2 separate regions of the Gossypium hirsutum genome follow, and region 2 is linked to region 1. Evidence: chromatin contacts called from public Hi-C data. All regions are on one chromosome and are shown on one strand. The core of a region is the stretch at or near the end of the contact, and the rest is flanking DNA. Distances in the headings are between cores, read along the strand shown.

Evidence for each region. Hi-C and Micro-C count contacts between places; a contact is called where the count stands out from the background.
Region 2: a contact with region 1 is called in a Hi-C map of leaf, with 2.3 times the contacts expected there. The contact joins the promoter of LOC107954647 here to the enhancer-like site in region 1. A contact is called at or near these places in 7 of 34 Hi-C or Micro-C datasets (anther, hypocotyl, leaf and 1 more).

Annotation. Positions count from the first base shown.
Region 1 is chrD07:29,246,625-29,253,664 of Gossypium_hirsutum_v2.1, forward strand. No RefSeq gene overlaps it. Among protein-coding and RNA genes, the nearest start is that of LOC107954648, 27 kb to the left of the region's middle. Within about 2 kb of position 5,422, at least 2 of the 9 cell types and tissues checked have an H3K27ac peak or open chromatin away from gene starts, as enhancers often do. A contact at or near this core is called in leaf, where this site is marked.
Region 2 is chrD07:29,283,336-29,290,113 of Gossypium_hirsutum_v2.1, forward strand. LOC107954647 (CLIP-associated protein) reads left to right here and starts at 2,173. Exons shown (of 22, transcript XM_016890262.2): 1 at 2,173-3,025; 2 at 4,311-4,466; 3 at 4,549-4,611; 4 at 5,558-5,626; 5 at 5,919-6,084; 6 at 6,327-6,488. The coding sequence starts at 2,693.

The sequences.
Region 1 (7,040 bases), core at 4,172-6,671:
GACCAAAAGGTTCTTCCCGTCATTAGATTCTGAATTTCTCTAGAACTGATCTGACTATCACAGTTTCTTCGTCTGGCGATAGTATTTTAACCCCCATGCACAGATCCACTCTATGGCCATAGTGCCTGCACCTGAAACATACGTCTGATAGAGACTCATACTCTACGCATTGCAGCCGCCCATTAATCCTCACATTCGACATTAAAGGCTTTCTCAAATCAACATAGATCACAAGCCGTGCAAAACATCCCCGACGAGCTTAGTCTGTGTAGATGTCTAGTTTCACCACCATTCCAACCAATCTCCTTAAACAGACAGCTCGAGTAAAACCCCTCTAGCAAACTTGACAGACAGATCCACACTACCTGAATGGCGATCTCATTCTGGGTCATTGAAAAATCTAATAACTAGTACCTTATTATAGTCGTCCTTATTGTGAAAACGAACCAAGAAGAAGTCCTTCTCCAGATCCATTAACTGTATTAGACTCCTTGGTTCCACAATTGAGAAAATTTATTTAGTAAAGCATTAAAACCAATTTGCTTCCCTAACAGTTTTTCTACGATTGTTTTAGCCATCTTACGCTCAATATAGTTTTCGATGCGATCTAAAAATGTTACCGACGAGACTCCTTCAATCACTTTCGTAACAATGTCACCATCTGTAAATGCAAAATCTTATTCAACAAACATAATATGCGCAGGATCTGATGAGACTCCTATTAGCGTAGACTTATACGATGTGTTGGGTAATTCAGAGCCTTGGATCTTTTGCCCATTCCCATCCACTGTCAGATCTTTTGATTCCGGTGACAAATTCGGTCTAGTATGAACCTTTTTAGTTGCTCGACTGACACCACTATTCGAACCTAAAAAATTAGCACCCACCATGAACTCCACCGTAGGCAAGGTTTCTGACATTTTTTCTTTCTATCTTAAAATAACTGAATCAACTCATTGCATAAAAATATTTTAAATTTGAAATTTAATTCCTTACTCACGTATATTTTCAAATAACAACATTATTAGGGTTATTGAAAAAAAAAACACAACATCATTAAGAATGAGAAGCGAGGGTGAATATTGTTAAATCTATCATCGCTTTATAGTTCGCATGCTCTGTTCTACTACTCACTTCGCTCCACTATATATGCATAATCTTGAAAGCCATTACTATCTTTATGGTTGTTAGATACATCCATCCTCGCCCCACCCCACCACATCCTACTCCATTTCAATTTAATTTTTGCTACTTATCTTTAATATTTTCAATCTTTTCTAAGTCAAATAAATATTTAAACATAATTCTTCAAAAACTATTCAAACATAAAATATATAGATTTTTTTATATTACGTGATTACATTTTTACCCTTTAATAATTCATATATATAAGAATAAAATGGTAATTTCATATATGGGAGCAGGTCAGGGTGGGACAAATATTTACCATAACTGCTCCATACTCACTATCCAGAAAAAAAATCCACCTTACCCTGCCCCACATCCACTTTTCAAAAGAAAAAAATTTTCTCCATTCAAAACAGATCAATTCGAAATCTATTCGACGATTTAGATTTTGCTCCCTAAACATTATAAGTATTGATTCAATTAATTTTGCACATTACTCTCAAACGAAAACCTGAAATTCATATAATATATTTCATCAACCATAAAATAGTCTTTCAACATTCATTCTGCCATTTAGTATTGTAACACCCCTTACCCGAGACCGTCGCCGCAATCGAGTACGAGATGTTATCTAATTTAACTTACCAATTCAGAGCATAAAAATTTGCTTTTAAAAATTAAATTCACTGTTCACAACAAAACTGTCTACCTGCGTGACTTTCACTAATTTAATTATAGCTCGAGTTACAGAACTTGAAATTTAAATCCATAAATTTTCCCTGAAACTAGACTCATATTACTACTTACCATAAAATTTTCAGAATTTTTTACTTAGCCAATTAGTACAGTTTATTCATTAAAGTATCCCCTGTTTCACAACTAGACAGATCTGACCTCTTGCCACTAAAAGTCAATTATATCTTTGTACAGAATTCATATAAGGTTACCATTTATTTCTTTTGAAAATAGACTCACTAAGGAATCTAGGCATATAAATTATGACCTATAATTATTTCTGTACAATTTATAATGATTTTCCAAAGTCAGAAAAGGGGACTTCAAAAACTATTCTGACCCTGTCTCACTAAAATTCAAATATCTCAAAATACAGAATTCCTTTGCCTACATCGTTTCTTTCATATAAAAATAGACTTGATAAGCTTTAATTCCATATATAATTCACTCTCTAATTCCATTTCTACTATTTATGGTGATTTTTCACATTCACGTCACTGCTGCTGTCAAAGAAACTGCTTCTTTGTATTAGCTACCATTTACACATACATAACCAAAACATAATCTTTACTAACCATTTCAATAGCTAATCTTAGCCATATCATATGAACATACTCAAAATGATTAAGACTCTATACATGCCATAGTTTAAATATTTTGAAAAGCACATAATACCGAGATGATTATGATAGTGTGATACGAGCTCCGACGATCTCCAATTCGATCAAGTTCAAATCACTATAAAACAAAGGAAATGAGAAAATGTGTAAGCTACAAATAGCTTAGTAAGTTACATGTAAATAATAGGTACTCATTTAATAAATAACACTTTTAGCATATAACTAATCAAAACATTCCTTAGCAATTTCAATCACTTACACATGCACAATCTTACCAATTCACTTTCATATACATTTTCACACTTAACATTTATCACATATGCTCATTCTTTCAATTGTACCTGCATAAACACTTCATTTCATATTCACTTTAACTCATTATTAATCCCGTTGAACACTCGGAATATACACAGATACGTAGAGATTTAGCACATAAGTGCAACACTAATATGTAGCCGAAGCTACCACTGAAACGTAGCCGAAGCTACCACTGATCAATAACACTGGAAATGTCCACGGGCCTGCTCACACAAGCTGTCAGGTGTCTGCAACACATGCTAGATCACTCAGCACCCGGGACTCACTGTAACACTGTAACACTGATCTCTAGTGACATGTCACTTGTATCCACTTCTATTCCTAAGTTCAACCGGGAATTTACACTTAACACTTTATTTTCAACACTTTAACACTTGAATAATTCATGAACAATTTTCCTTCCACATTCAATATTAATTCACATATCAAGTATAATTCACAATTTATAAAAATATAACTATTATTTACACGTAACTTACCTCGGATGCAAAACGACTATTTTTGTATTTTAGTCGATAACTTTCTCTTTTCCCCGATCACTTGCACTATTTCTTCTTTCTTGATCTGTATTAACACAATTTAATACATTTTATCAATATTTCATTCAAATACAATTCATACACAACATTTTTGCAAATTTACATTTTTCCCCAAAACTTTTCAAAAATTCCACTTTTGTCCCTAAGCTCGTAAAAATAAAATTCACTAAATTCTTAAATTTAAAAATTCACTAAATCATATTTCATGCTCATAACAGCCCTCAATTTCACAAAATCACAACTTTATGCACACTTTACCATTTTCCACAATTTAGCCCATTTTCAACATTTTCATTGAAATTCATCTAGTAAAACTTGTAATTAACACTTCAAACATTCATTATCTAACATCACTAATCAATTTACAATTATATCATGAATGGATCAATTTTTAAACTTTAATTTCATTTAAATTAAATGGTAGAAACATGAAATTCAAGCTTCAATAAGCATAAAAATACGAAAATAATTAAAAACGGGGCAAGAAATCACTTACAATTGAGCTTAGGAAGATCAAGAACCCTAGCTATGGTGACATGAATTTTTTTGGCAGCAAACGTCTGATTTTGAAGAAGATGGACACTTATTTTCACTTTATTTTGTATTTTATTCAATTTGGACAAAAATGCCCTTGACCCATTACTTAGATATTTTTCTAGAAATACCCTTTTGTGTCCATAACACTAATTTATGGTCTAATTGCCACATAAACACTTCTAATTTCATGCAATAATTCAATTAAGTCATTTAATCACTAATTAGACACACTTTGCATTTTTCTCAATTTAGTCCTAAAAATTCAATTAGGCACTAAATCATTAAAATTTTCTATCCATATTTTCACACAATATTTCAATCAATCAGTAACTAATAAAAATTTATAAAATAAAACTATTTCACTTCGGATTTGTGGTTATGAAACCACTATTCCGATTAGGCCCTATTTCGGGCTATCACAAGTATTGTTGAATTTGAATAAAAAAATAGATATAATGACTTGTTTGGTACTTCAATTTTATAAAGAAAAGAAGCCATTTTAATCTTCTATTTAATTTTTCATCTCTTATAACTATTAAATATACGATTTTTGTCAAATCACCTAAAAATTGATTGAAAAGTTAAAGTTTGTTAACTTTGTTCATGTAGCCACATATACGTGGATGACACGTCAGTAATTAATTAATTTTTTAAAATTTAAAAATTTAAAAAATTCAAAAAAATTTAAAAAATATGAAAAATTAATATTTTAATTTTAAAAATTAATTAATTGCTAATGTGGCACACACGTGGATTGCCACATTAGCAAAGTTTACCGACATCAATTTTTTTATCCATTTTGGGTAGTTAGACAAACAATGTAAGTTTAAGAGCTAAAGAGACGAAAAATTAAATAAAGACTAAAATAAATTTTTTATCAAGTTGAAAGATTAAATAAATCATTATACTAAAAAAATTACAATATGATTTGTCTTCGATTATAATTTGATATTTTAAAGGTTTTACGGTTAGTATTACAATCATCAATTGCAAAAGTATCAAACTTTTTCCAACCCTAAAAATATAAATTTGTAACATAATAGCATGATGTTTTTAGTTGTACCGACTTATATCGTATTTAAATGTTACTATATCCAGGAGCCTTCTAGTTTTTGGGTGTGCACGGCAATGGCAAAGCTGATTTTAATTGTGGGATTATCTTCAAATATGGCGGTTTTGGTGGGGATTGCCATTGTTGTATTCTTCTCTCATTGTATGGCAGAGTTGTATTATTTTAGACTCTTTTTCACCACTGTTCCTTTAGCTTATCATTATTCATTAATGACACATACTTGGTTTTGCTCTCTCATTGTTTCTTTTTATATTTTATGGCGCCGAGAACTCAACCATTTGAAATGGGTCTTTCTTTTTGATTTTTTTTTAATTTGTTAATTTTGATTGTTTTTCTCATAAATTCCCTTTCGTTTCAGAAGCTTTAAACTTTGCGTTGTTTGTTACTACTATTTGTGGGTATGTGAATAGTGTTTGGTTTAGGGGCATGGTGGATATGAATGAAGGCAATGAGGGGTTTAGTGATGCACGGTGAGAGTGGGTGTTGGGATGGTGTTGTCCAAAGGGGATGTCTTATGGACCAAATTGTAACATGTTCAAAGTTAAGGGTCTTGTTTTGTAAATTTATTTTTAATTTGGATTTTTTTCTTGAATTTTTGTAATTAATAAAATATTGTAAAATTATAAATATTTAAAACTATACAAATCTAAGGGCCAAAGCCCAAAATTTTTATTTAGCATAAAAAATAAAAGGAATACGACCCAAATAGGGAAAATGGATCCAAATTCAATCAAAGTCTTCAAATTAATTGGTCCAAATCAACATTGATTTATAATTTAATATTTGCATTTCATTTAAAAATTTGAATTTAATATTTCGAAGACACAGATAAAATTAACTGTTTACAATATTATTGGTGACAATTTGTATAACTAATGACGATTATGTATATGATTTAAGGACAAAATTAGTTGTCTATCAGGTGCGGTTATGTATTAACAATATTTATGCATTTTTTAAATCATATTACATGATGATATAGTATGTCAGACCATATCTTTTTTGTCACATATATTTTGAATATTATATTATTATTGGTGACAGTTCAATTAATAAATGACGAATACATATATCATTTGGTGACAATATTATTGTCGCTAATATTATTATGTTATTATATTAGTGACAATATAGCACGTCATTGACATGCTTACAATATTTCTTTTGTCACCTGTAAGTGAAATGCTATTTCATTATTGGTGACTATATGTATGACTTACGACAATTTTATATGATTATTGACGCAATTAATTATCATCAAATTTTATTTATATGATGGCATCATACATTATCGTCTTAATATTATCAATAATACATGACACATTATGATATAACATCAATATTAATTTTTAGTAGCATGCCTAACGTGATCAACGGTGTGACGATGAAATTTATTTCACCAAATACTAACAGTGACAGTATTATAGACATCACTAATAAATAAATTTGTTGTAGTGAACTGATAACTTGGCAAAAATATGGTGCAATTAACTTATCCAACTGTTGATGGTTTTTTAATGAAGATGTGAAGGGTGAAAATTGCCTTTAAATTTTGTTTTCATTTTTCCTTTTATGTTGGTGTTTTGCGATGCCATTTTTTATTATTTATTCAATAAAGCTTTACTCTTAAAAAACAGGTATTTTAATTTGTATCGGAAATTAAATTGGTGATTTATTTAAAAATTAAACCATCAAGAATGAAGAATCCAAAGAAAAAGAAATAATAGTTGGCCATGAAAGAGTATTTTGAAATGGAACCCATTAATAAGTTAATTTGAAATTATGCATGATTTATTTATAAAATAAAGTTACATGGACATGTCCCAATCCATTCTATATGGACGACAAGCACATATAAAATAGATCATGAAAAGGTTGCTTGTGATCTAATTGAAAATGGATCAATGGATGGACAAGTCTAGTTAACAACTGGATCACCAAACTGCCCAACAAGAGAAGAACAAGTCCAATTCAGCATGACACTTGTGAGCAGCCCAGAAATCAGGTTTTGGGAAATTTATTAAAGATCCTTACTATTTCAAATGAATCAGAAATCAGCCCACAAGATTTTCCCTTGAAGTCGTCCAACCC
Region 2 (6,778 bases), core at 923-3,422, 33 kb after region 1:
TACTCCTTAATTTCATTCTGATTTCAATTTGATCCTTGGTTTATTTAACTTCAATTCTGTTTTTACAAGTTGTTTTATTTATTATTTTATTTATTTATTTATTTCATTCTGATTTCAATTTCATCTTTTCCTTTTATGTACTTTTATATTTTATTATTATTATCATTATTATTTATGTTTCCTTTATTATTTAATTAGTATTAGAATAGTAATTAATGTGATTATCGCCACGCTATTATTAGTGCATTTTTATTGTCATTATCTTTTTTTTTGTGTTCTTGTTATTTTATTATTGCTTTTATTTTTTGGCACTTTCATGTCTACTATTTGTTAATCATGCATTTTTTATTTTTATTCTTATTTCAAGTTACCTTATTTATTTTATTATTCTTATGATTTGATTATTAATATTAATATTATTATTAATTTCATTAGTATTACTATAGTATTCCTTATTTACTTATTATATATTATTCTAATATTTTACTTATATAGCCATTTTACATTATTTCATTATTACTATATCATACATTATGTTTAAATATAATTATTGGTTTTTGTACTATGCCCAAACAAGTTAAATGCACATTACTTTAAATGTTACGTTCGTCTTCGTACGATGCATAAAAAATAATTTTTTTAAATCAAGGTAATGTTCATTATTTTGAAATTAGAAATGTTGTGTTTCTAACTTATGGAATATGACTTCTTTCTAAAACCGAGATAGTTGAATATTTACTTTAAAATAAATAAAAATGAGATTTAAGTAACGATCAATTGACGTTTATTCTCGTTTCCAAGGACTTAAGACATTGTGTCCTAACTTACGCGACATGATCCTTTTTCTCGATTAACTTGAGATAAGCCCTTTTCGTGAAAATTACTTTAGTTAGGTAGTGCCTTAATACAAAAATGGAACTCTTTTCAAATTTCTAATTCTCCACACTAAGACATCAATTAATCAATTAAGTATCAATTTCGGGTGTTACGAGGGTGCTAATCCTTCCTCGTGCGTAACATACTCCCGAACCCATTTCCGGGATTTGGTAGACCAAAATTATTATTTTAGTAAATCAAACTTTTTATTAAAACGATCAAATTGTAAGGTGATCCGATCACACCTCAAAAAAAGGATTGGTGGCGACTCCATTTTCGTTTTTAAAAAAAAATAAAAAAGTCGATTTGAAAAAAAGAAGTTTCGACAGTATTTAATAAGGACGAAGTGAGGAAGGGGTTGTTGCTCAATATGATTCCATTTCACAATTATAATAGTAGATTTTGGGACACCTATTACATGGTGATTGGAAAAAAAAACATGAAAAATTGTCTTTCAAAATTTATTAAAAACGATTTTTTTTAAAATATATGAAAATTTTAAATTTTTAAGTACTTAAATTTGGGTTGATTTATCCATGTATGCTGAATAAAAATAAAATTTGATAATTTATGTTCTTTTTTTAATTTACCAATATATATTATGTTTGGAGAGAGAAAGGAAAATGTGTCCTACAACACGTTTCCCTTTTTCTATTGTGAAAACACATCAACAACGATGTGCTCAATAATAACGACGAAGAGGATAAGGAGTTGTTAGAAGAAGAAGAGGAAGAAGATTATAATTCCCCCTCTTTGCTACCTCAATCAATTGTGACCATCGTACCCTCCACCTCAATTCCTGCCATTCCTCTTGCCGTTCCTTCATCCACTGTCGTGATTGTCGATGATGTTCTTCTTGGGGATTCAACTCCCGACTCCAAACACCAACGGATTGATTCCGCTGTTTTTGAGAAAAAACCTCATTCACCACAACAATTCAATGAATTGCGACAATTATTTTCACAAAGTGAAACGTGCCTGTTAGACACATTTTTTTCTCTCTCTAAAAATAATATATATCGGTAAATTAAAAAAATTAGTATAAATGGTCAAATTTCTTTTTTGTAGCATATATGGGTAAATCATCCCTTAAATTTGAGTTTTATCGGATGTATTGGTAGGTAATTCATTATATATATATGTTATGTATGCATTTTATTCTTTTTGCTTTTGTTTAATTGTTAATTCTGTTGAAAATTTTCTGTTAAATTTATTAATGAAACATTTTAAAATAAAAAATAATTACTCGATAGTTAATGTAATAAAAAAAATAGGGAAAGTAAGTTGTTTGAAATAAAAGAATAACTAGAAATTTTAAACCAAAAAATAGCTGGACTAGTAAATTCCAAATCTGAAGTATCCGATCATCCCTGTGTTATCCTTACGACGGTTACAACTGAACAAAAAAAAACTAAAAAAAGAGCACATCGCAGTCTCGCGCGAAAACAAAAAAAAGAATGGCAAAAACTCGTAAAATAATACAAAAGGGATGGGCAGTTTCCTTAATTACCTGAACCACACACTTTCATCATCTTCTCCGTCAATCTCAGTCCACTTTACCATCTCTACTCCTTTCATCCGTAATGATAATTTCTTTTTGAGGAAAGAAAAGAAAAGAAAAATTAATAAGAAAGAAAATAAGCGCAACTTCTTCGCTAAGTATCTCTTTACCAATAACAATCATTTTCCTTGCCTTTAATTGAATTTCTTTCCTCTCTGCCAAACACATTTCCTCAATTTTCATTTTTATTGTTTTTTTTCCAAATTACTGGAATTGGTTGAGAAATTTAGATCTGAGGACAGGATCGGGATCCAGATGGAGGAGGCACTGGAGCTGGCACGCGCCAAAGACACCAAGGAGCGAATGGCGGCTGTGGAACGTCTCTACCACCTCCTCGAAGGTTCCAGAAAGAGTCTGACTTATTCGGAGGTTACTTCGCTCGTGGATTGCTGCATGGATCTCCTCAACGACAACAACTTCAGAGTCTCCCAGGGCGCTCTCCAGGCACTTGCTTCTGCCGCCGTCCTCTCTGGTGATCACTTGAAGTTGCACTTCAACGCGCTTGTTCCCGCGGTTGTTGAACGGTTAGGTGACGCTAAGCAAACCGTCAGAGACGCTGCGAGACGCCTACTTCTCACTCTCATGGAGGTAGAGTTGCTATCTATTTCCTTTTATGTTATTGATTGTCTACTGCTAGTATAATTCCTTTTCCTTCTTATAACTGACTTTCATGCATATCAATCCATGGAAGACTTTTGTCCCTCCGCTTTGTGGAACTTTACCGTACCAGAATGTTTTTTATTCATGGAGATAGGAAATACGGTTTTTCTTAGCTTTGAATGAGTCAAGGGCTTCCGAATTGTTTTACCTTAAAATAATTCGTTATCATTTTTGTCTTCGCAATTCTTGGTAAATGGAAACCTAACTCATTCCTTATTTTATTGCTTTCTAAAGTTACCTTAGCTTTGTAGAAGTCATTAGTGAATGCTTTTATGCAATTGAATAATTACCATCCTTAATTACCTCGGGATGGCTTCCATGTTTCTTGTGGGATTAGTCATTCATTCCATTTTAATTTTTTATTAATACTACTAAGAAAGCAAGTTCGTGAATTAGGGTTCCTCATGCAATTACCTCTATGGCTATCATATGTTATTGAAAAGCAGATGCTTGATACTCTTCTACTCTCAAAAGATACGTTTATGTTTAGTGTGGTTTAAAAAGTCTGCTGTGAAGAACTAAAGCATTAGCTTTTAAGATTTTCTTTTCTAGTTCTCACTCTAAAGCAAGACTTAAGAACCTGCATTGTCATAATGGCTATGGACAATTTAGTAAGAATACAAGTTGTCAAAAGCTTTTTCACTTTTCTTGGATCCCATTATGTGGTCGTTTCTTTCACTTGCTTTTTGCTTGCTAAAGGTTGGTCAAAAAAGAAAGAGAAAATGGTAGAAATGAAACCATAATAGATTGGAAGTTAACAAAATTACTGAAACCCATCTCCAATTTAGTAAAATCATGCAGCATTTTGTTCTCTATAAAAGTACACTGTATTTTTGAAGTCTTCATAAATGTTATTTGCTTTTGTATCTAAGTATTCCTTTTCTTTTCTGTTTTATGTTGTGGAAAGTAGTAACTTCCTTAATCCATATGCATTTTCAAGTAAGATTAGTGATACAATGAGGGAGTGGACAACCTCAAGAATTTGTCCATTGCAATTTTTATTTTTTAAATTTCTTTTCAATGCCCGGTGGTTTATGGTTTTATTTTTATATCTGTTTTCATAAGGAAAGGGACTAGATTATATGTTTTGCAATTATATTTTGGAGTAAGTATCAATTTGAGTGCCTTGCTGAGTTTTTTGAATTATTATTTTAAGATAAGTGGTAAACAATTAGTTTGATCTGTAAAATATACTGATTATTTTGTATTCCAGGTTTCTTCTCCAACAATTATTGTTGAAAGGGCGGGCTCTTACGGCTGGACGCATAGAAGTTGGAGAGTTAGGGAGGAATTTGCCCAGACAGTCACATCCTCAATCAGTCTTTTTGCATCTACTGAGCTTCCACTTCAACGGGCTATTCTCCCCCCCGTATGCTCATTAGTCATTAACTTCTCCAAAATGTATGTGTGACAGAGATAAGTTGACATATATAAATTTCTTTATTTATCAGATTTTGCAGATGTTGCATGACTCAAATCCCGGTGTTCGTGAAGCTGCTATATTGTGCATTGAGGTCAGTGAAAGTTGTCTTCTAGTATTATCTTTACTAGAGCTCAACAACATTTCTAACTTAGGTTTAGTAAGAATTGATATTTTCTTATTCTTGTTTTGGTCATATTCAAATTTCTAATCGATGTTTTAAAGGAACTTTCGCTTTTTCCTAAATATACAAATGATAGCCTGAATCCTAATAGGTGGGCTTTCTCAGAGGCAGCTGTTCTGCCTATCAGTTAGGGAAAAACATGTTGATATGCTTGCAATAAGTTTTTTACTTGCCTTTAGAAGACAAAGAAATATAATGAAAAAATCAATAGGCACAAACATCAGGGTTCTGAATCTGTTTTCTAGTCAGGAAAACATTAAAAACTTAAGTTGGTCAGGACTCCTTTTTGTTGGAAAACAAAAACTAGAAAAATTTTTCTTGACAGCTTGCTGTGACCTAGGCTACGATTAAAATGTCAAAAGCAATGCTTATGTAATTTGATATCAGTAGGTTGTGCCAAAAATATTCTCTTAGTTATATTTAGCATATAAACAAAAAAAATCATCTCAATTTGATTTCTTGCGACTCAAGTTTAGATCCCCACCCCTCTTTTCAATTTTCTGCATTCCTTTCTTGTTCATGAACTCAGTTTGACATGGGTTGTTTGGCATGAAATATCTGCTCCTTAGGTTAGTATTAATGTGAATTATTTATAAAAAGTTTTTTGCTTCTATTGATGCATGTAGGTCTTTAATAATGAAGAACTATACAGTGATTATTTATTAGGTTAATTTTCGGTTTCTTTTTTGTATTTCTGCTATTGATGTTTAATAAATGTTGCATTAACTGAGAAGTAATTCTTTGCTATATGTCCACTTATTGCCATTCTTCTTGACAAATTACTCTTAGAAATTTCATGAGTCATTACTTTGTCACATCTAGTTGCATAATGCTGATCACATTATTTCTTTTCCAGGAAATGTATATGCAGGCTGGAACTCAATTTCGTGATGAACTTCATCGCCATCAGCTTCCTGCATCTATGGTGAATATTTGATTTTAGAATAATATATTCCATTCTCTAGCCTTGATTTTAATTATTTGTAGCTGCAGATGAATGATATTCTCATTTTTTTGTGACTTCACATTAACGGCTCAGTTACACCCTTCCCCTCCCCCTCTGCATTCTCATTCCTGTTAAGTCTACTTAATTTAACATGTAGTTTCATAAATGATAACATTAGTTTTGATCCTTTAATGTTGATTACATTTCCTTCTAGAAGAAAGGTATGGGTGTTATTACTCTGTGAGTTGTATAATATAGCATATAACTGCAGGTGAGAGATATTAATGCCAGACTAGAGAAAACTGAGATGCAAGTTCGACCTTCAAATGGAACGTTGGGTGGTCTTGCTGCTGGAGATAGAAAGCCTGTCGTCTATAACGTCAAGAAAAGCAGTCCACGAGCCAAGAGTTCTTCAAGGGAGTCATCTCTTTTGGGAGGTTTGGACCTGTGTATATCGAACAATGATTTTTTTCTTCTTGAAAGTAGTTTGGGATGTTTTTCATGATATGTGATCTCTGAATACTCTAATGAATAACCTTCTTCCAATATTGGCTACTTTATTGACATTGATGGTTAAAAGAAGTTGATGTTATATATATTTCAAAATATGGTGCTTGCTTTAGGTCATGTTTCAAGGACTTAAATGTCACTGAGGCGGTTGCTATTCTGCCTTTTACAGGTGAAATTGATGCCACAGAAAAATCCATAGATCCAATTAAAGTTTACTCAGATAAGGAGCTGATAAGGGAATTTGAGAAAATTGCTTCTACTCTTATGCCAGAAAAAGATTGGTCCATTCGCATTGCTGCAATGCAGAGAGTTGAAAGCCTTGTTTCTGGAGGTAGATACCCACTCTCTATCCAACCTTCCCTCCAATCTTGCTCTTGCTCATGTGTATATACTATTAAAAATCATTGAGTTGTGTTGTTAGATGAACAGTTATGAATGATTATGCCTTTTGTGTTTAAAGAAAATTCTTAGTCTTAAAGAGATGTCAAAACCCAGGTATGTAAACTCCTGAGTTTTCTCTCTTTTTAATGTGTTCCCCTTGGTTTTGACATCTCCAAATTTGCCCTCTTATTTGCTCTATTTGCTAACAGAAGCCCATTTTTATATGGCATATTCCTTCTC